2 separate regions of the Zea mays genome follow, and region 2 is linked to region 1. The links are chromatin contacts, called in public Hi-C maps. All regions are on one chromosome and are shown on one strand. Each heading gives the region's core, a stretch centred on a gene start, on an enhancer-like site or on the middle of the called end of the contact. The rest is flanking DNA. Distances are from core to core; before and after follow the strand shown.

The links. Hi-C and Micro-C count contacts between places; a contact is called where the count stands out from the background.
Region 2: a Hi-C map of endosperm shows a contact between it and region 1, with 2.6 times the contacts expected there. The contact joins the promoter of LOC100276811 here to the promoter of LOC103653698 in region 1. A contact is called at or near these places in 3 of 25 Hi-C or Micro-C datasets (ear, endosperm and tassel).

What each region holds. Positions count from the first base shown.
Region 1 is chr4:134,537,473-134,540,556 of Zm-B73-REFERENCE-NAM-5.0, reverse strand. It overlaps LOC103653698 (protein trichome birefringence-like 33), which reads right to left and starts at 1,422. Exons shown (of 1, transcript XM_020552170.2): 1 at 184-1,422. The coding sequence starts at 1,395. The coding sequence ends at 838.
Region 2 is chr4:134,724,385-134,727,468 of Zm-B73-REFERENCE-NAM-5.0, reverse strand. LOC100276811 reads left to right here and starts at 1,665. Exons shown (of 4, transcript NM_001150521.2): 1 at 1,665-1,877; 2 at 2,573-2,931. The coding sequence starts at 1,793.

The DNA of each region.
Region 1 (3,084 bases), core at 173-2,672:
TATATCCTCTGCTTGCATAGCTCCTGATAGCACCAACTGAATGCCCTGCTTGTGTTTGCAACAATGGCAGGAGGTTAGAGGCTATTTGGACTGTTTCGGCAGTAATGTATAAAGATAAAAATCTTGTATAAGTATTAGAAGCCGGTATACCAAAAACAATGGTCGGCTTCTGGCTGAGCTGCTTGCTTTTGATCCAGACCTAGCAGGAGTATATGTAGAGAACAGCAACAAACAAACAGAAATAGTGGTTGCAGAGTAATTATGGTACTTTCAATTGAAGTCACAGGCCTCACATGACCTGATGAACACGATACAGTACTCAACCGCTTTTATAGATCATAGCAGTAGTGATGATTCACAGTTTCTCTCCCTCCCTCCCAAGAACAGAGGACAGGGAACCCAAATCTGCCCAGATTCCTCCCGTTCCCCCGGCCGCGGACAACTGAAAATTTTGTTCTTTCGCAGGAACAAAACAAAGGAAAAAAATTCGACGGAAAAAGGGAGGCGTTTCTCTCTCTCTCTTTTTTCACTCTCTGCTCCGAGGCGCCGGAAAACCGCTAAAACACCTGGAGCCGGCCCTCGGACGGATCGACGAACGCGGGGGAAATAGAAATCTTCTGGAGGGGAAAAGGGAAAACTTTTTGGAGCCGGACGGAGAGAGTCCCTCCTCTTGGTTCGATGTTGATCAGCTTGCGAGCGGCAGCAGGGACGCCAGCCTGGTCACCACCTTCCGCTTGGCCTGCGGGCTCAGCTTGCTAGCCGCCCCGAGCTCTTCCGCCCGCCACGACGACGGCGTCGGCGACACCACGACCGTGACCTTCTTGTCAATCAATCGAATCACACAACTGGCCAACTGAGCATGGAAGATGCGATCTGGAGGAGAAGGAAGACGTACGTGGGGAGGGAGCACTCGTTGGGCTGCCATCTCCAGTACTGCCGCATGTCGTCGGGGCGGCCGTTGGGGAGGCAGGAGACCTGCTTGGTGAGGAAGGTGCAGTCTTTCTCCCGGTACGCCGGAACGGAGACGTTGTCGAAGACCCATTTGCTGCGAGAGAGGTCGCAGGTGAGCGGGGGCAGCGCGAGGGGCGGCAGGCCGGAGACGTTGTAGAGGTCGGCGTCCGGGTAGAGGTAGTCGTCGATGGAGAGCTCGACGATGGTGCGGGCGTCCTCACCGTACATGACGAGCGCGAGGAGGAAGAAGGCGGCGGCTAGCGTGGTGACCGGGGAGCGACGCGCCGAGGCGAGGAGGGAGCGCGCGGAGGCTGCGAGCGCATCGAGGAGGCCCCGGGGGCGGGGCCTAGGGCGAGACGACGACTTGGGGGCCGACGAGGTGGTTGTAGCAGTGGTGGGGAGCGCGGGGTCGGAGGTGGAGGTGGGCGGCGGTGGCTTGGCCATGGCTGCGGCTGGAGACTGCTGCTGGGGAAGGGGCTGGCTGGGTGCGGGAGGCTGTTGCGGGTGCGGGCAGGGAGCGAGGGTTTCGCGGCGTCCGCTGCGCGCGGGCGTGTAGAGGACGGCTGGTCGTGCGGTGCGGGAGACAGTTGTGCGTGGGGTAGAGAGCGGGGGCAGTCTACACTGCCCCCTTAATAGTTAGTACAGATATCCCTATTAATTCTGGATTGTGTATGCTAATATTCACAAGTGCATGGGTTGTTTGGAGAAATAAAGGACCTAATGATCTTTGTATACAGATGGACTGCGGGTTTGTTTTCAAATTTCAGGAGGGCTCTTTTAAAAAAATAGCCATGACAAAGGGGTATCGGCATAACTGAGCCTCCCGATCAGAAATAGAGGGCTGAGATTTAAAAAGCCGAAAGGGGTATCCGCGACATAATCCCTGTCGTCCACTACTCGATCAACGACCAGATCATTATGAGACGAAGGGGTACGCTTGATTAAATCATGGCCACCTATCTGTGAGTCGACGGTTCTGATCTATCAGGTTGAAGCGGTACCTGCGATCTAATCGTAGACGTTCACTCGGAATCGGACGGTAGCGAGATCGTCGTCCCCGCGGCCCTCCATAGTCGCGGCGGCGCGACCCAATACCCGACGGCGCCATGGCCGGGGCAACCCACACGCGCATTCTAGTGCCCGACTACCGTGCGGATAGGTGCTAACTGAAGAGGAGATCGAGGAGATCTTGATAAGGCGCATCTTACCGAGGATTAGGGCGCCGACCAGGCTGTCCACGCACCATGGCGAAACTGCGGCAGTGTTCAAACCCGGTGAGTAATTGCTAGCGGTCCGGAGCATAATCCGCCCAGGTGACACCCCGGTTGTGACCTCCAAGGTTCGGTGAAGCACCCGAACCCAACGCCCAGACCTCGGTGTTGGTACGCTTGCAAGGCCACCACGACAGCAATCTCTCTCCCTCTCTCTACTATTCTTTTTTTCCACGGGCGCGCTTGGTCTTTATAGCCCGGAGGCCGAGCCGCAGATCTAGGTGACAGTAGAAGCGAGAATCAGTTTCAACGCAAGCCTGGAGAAGACCGACGAAGCGGATCTCGACCATGCCAGCATGCGGATGGCGGAAATTAGTTGGGGAAGAAGAAGGCCCCTGTCAGGGCGGGCCCACTATGCCAGAGACAGACGGCGCGTACAAAGCGACTGGCGGCGGGAGTGAGGCTGCGGCCACAGGCCCACCTGGCGGTCAGTGGGAAGGAGGCGCATAGGGTCAAGGATGCAGGGCGCGGTGGGCTGGTGAGGTGAGTGGGCCGGAAGCATGAAATTCGGCCCAAAGCGCGAGGAGTTCATTTTTCTTTATTCCTTTTCAGATTTCATTTTCTATTTTTATTTTCCATTCCAAATTCGACTTTGTAATTCAAACTTAGGGTCAAAGTTATCATGCACAATAAAAATATCCACCATGATGCAAAGTTTTCTTTTACTTCTTTATTTATTACTTACTTTAATAAATGCCTCTAAGTATAGTGTTGATGAAAGGAGTATTCACTCAAATAAATATGCAAACCTCCTATTATTTATTTTTCTGAGTTTCAAATTATGTTTAAAATTTTAAATGTCCAGTTTTGATTTGAGTCATCTAAAATTAATACTATCGTTATGCATCAATACTCATTTAAA
Region 2 (3,084 bases), core at 416-2,915, 190 kb before region 1:
CTTCTGGGGCTGAGCCCGAGTCCGAGCCCTGGGTCGGGCGGAGCGAAGTTCGCCGTCTTCCGGGACTTAGCCCGAGTCCGAGCCCTAAGTCGGGCGGAGCGGAGTTCGCCGTCTTCCGGGACCTAGCCCGAGTCCGAGCCCTAGGTCGGGCGGAGCGGAGTTCGCCGTCTTCCGGGACCTAGCCCGAGTCCGAGCCCTGGGTCGGGCGGAGCGGAGTTCGCCGTCTTCCGGGACTTAGCCCGAGTCCGAGCCCTGGGTCGGGCGGAGCGGAGTTCGCCGTCTTCCGGGACCTAGCCCGAGTCCGAGCCCTGGGTCGGGCGGAGAGGAGCTTCCTATGGTGCCTTTGGCAGGGCCTGACTGCCTGTCAGTCTCACTCTGTCAAGCGGCACTGCAGTCGGAGTGGCGCAGGCGGCGCTGTCCTTTTGTCAGGCCGGTCAGTGGAGCGGCGAAGTGACGGCGATCACTTCGGCTCTGCCGGGGGGCGTGCGTCAGGATAAAGGTGTCAGGCCACCTTTGCGTTAAATGCTCCTGCGATTCGGTCGGTCGGTGCGGCGATTTAGTCAGGGTTGCTTCTTAGCGAAGGCAGGGCCTCGGGCGAGCCGGAGATGTGTCCGCCGTTGGAGGGGGGCCTCGGGCGAGACGGAAATCCCCCAGGGTCGGCTGCCCTTGTCCGAGGCTAGGCTCGGGCGAGGCATGATCGAGTCGCTCGAATGGACTGATCCCTGACTTAATCGCACCCATCAGGCCTTTGCAGCTTTATGCTGATGGGGGTTACCAGCTGAGAATTATGAGTCTTGAGGGTACCCCTAATTATGGTCCCCAACATTAATGTAAAACATTGTCACTTATACACATTGTCATATGTAAAAAATTATTATGCATACATTAAAATGAACACATTTGTACAATTAGCGATCTTTTGACAAGGTAATTATTTATTTTTATCGTTAACTACTACACAAAGATATCGTCACGTGCAAATTTAACGGGTCCCCGCGAGGAACGATGATGGAGAATACTTCCCCGTCCCCATCCCCGTTTACTCGCCGGGGGATAAATTTTCCCTATTTATATCCCCGCGGGGAAAGTTTTTTCCCCATCTCCATTTATTAAGGGTTAGTTTGGAAACACTATTTTTCCAAGGGATTTTAATTTTCCCAAGAAAAAATGAACTAGTTTTCCTTGGGAAAATGAAAATTATTTGAAAGAATGAGATTCCCAAACTAGTTCTAATCGAGAAATTCGGGGAAACGGGGGATCGGGTCGCCGTTCCTATGGGTCTGTTTGGTTTAGCTTTTCTCTGACCAGCTTTTCTGAGAATCTGGCCGTGGAGAGAATCTGGCTGTGAGAAGAATCTGAGTATTGTGTGGATTACGTGCGAAGGAAGATGAAGTGGTCCAAATGGTTCAGGATCTAGAAAGCAACATATTCCTACTATCATGACAATTCGATCGATTTTGTGTTCATGTTGATTTTGGACGGTTTTTACCAAAGCGATTTTTATAGAAGCTGGCTAAAAAGCTAGAGCGTTTGGCGATCTGCAGCAGCTTTTGGTGGCCAAAACCTGGAAAAATCCCAAACAAACATGGGCTATCTTTAATCATAGCGAGCAAAGCACAAAACTGGGCCGTTTTTTTTATGTTGGGCTTCCGGTCGCATTCGGCCCATTCGCTCGAACCGGGGGAGCCTGTTGACTTCTACGGTCTATCTCGAAGTCACAGACGCCGCGTCGCCGCGAAGCGCATCCATTCGTCGCCGCAGCACGCCGGCGGCCGGCGGGCAGGTTGCTTCGATGGGCTCTCCTACGCGGGTTCGGAGGACGACCGGTTTCACTCTCCTCCTGGTGCTTCTGTTCCTCTCGCCGCCCGTGTCAGCTGGTACGAACAGTCGCCGCTCCTGCGAGTCCTCGAGATCTCATTTTTATTTTCTGCATATTATTGGTTTCGTGAACTTAATCGGTGGAGGGAAGTGTCCCCCCCCCTCCCCCTATGTTTTCGCATGCGTTGCTAGAGATTCTTGTTGCCTTTTCAGTGGACCCTGTCCTTGCTGGTCATGTATTTGATCCCTCCAATTGTCTTTGCTATGTAGATTTAATTAGTCTTGGAGTTAAAAGTTGAAACTATAGCAAAACGAGGAATGCCAGTTTACAGATGGCTACCTGTGCACGCTTTAGGCCTTACTTTGAAGTTATTGTTGGCATTTTGCGAAGTTTCATAATTCATAACGCAGAGGACAGGTTTGGAAAGGAACTGTTAGATAAGCTATGATCATATCAAGTGAAAACTTTACTGTTTCAGGTTCTGTTATATACTGTATTGACTTGAGCTGTACGGCAACAGGCTTTGTTTACCTTACTGTTATATAGCTCGTGTTCTTGATGCTACTGCCGGCTGTTAGTAAGACTGATGGGCAATGCAGATTAGCTTGGTTATATATGAATATTGTGGTTGCAGATTGAACGATTCCTCCTTGTTAAGATATACGAGGCTTGTAATTTCTCAGTAGATAACTGTGGTGGCGATAGTCCATTGGTTTATTTCACGTATTTTGCTGTCTATCTTTTTTTCCCCAGGACAACCAAAAGGTGTGTGTGTTTCACCAGGTGGACGGTTCCCTGCCTTTTCATCTGAAGGCAAGCCTCCTGGAAGAGCACCCAAGGGGCGCAGAGATCTAGCACTGTGTAGGATATTCCGTCAGAAAACATGTTGCGATGTGATGCAGACATTTCCTGCTCTGGTCTCAGTAAGAAACCTTGCATTGGCTGGTGAAGGCAGTCAAGAATGTATTCATTTGTGGGAATTGCTTGAGTGCTCAATATGCGATCCACGAGTGGGTATCAGGCCTGGACCTCCTGTTGTATGTGCATCATTCTGTGATATGGTCTTCAAAGCTTGTTCAGAGTCGTACTTCTCTATAGATACGAAAACACAGGTAAACCCTCTGATTAATGGACATAATTGAGATTGAGACAAGCGGGTACTGATACCTCAAACATGTACTGGCACACAAGTACATGTGCTGCTGCTAGATTAAGCTTGATAGTTCCATGGTTAGATTATAATTATACACTAAACAGTCATGTTC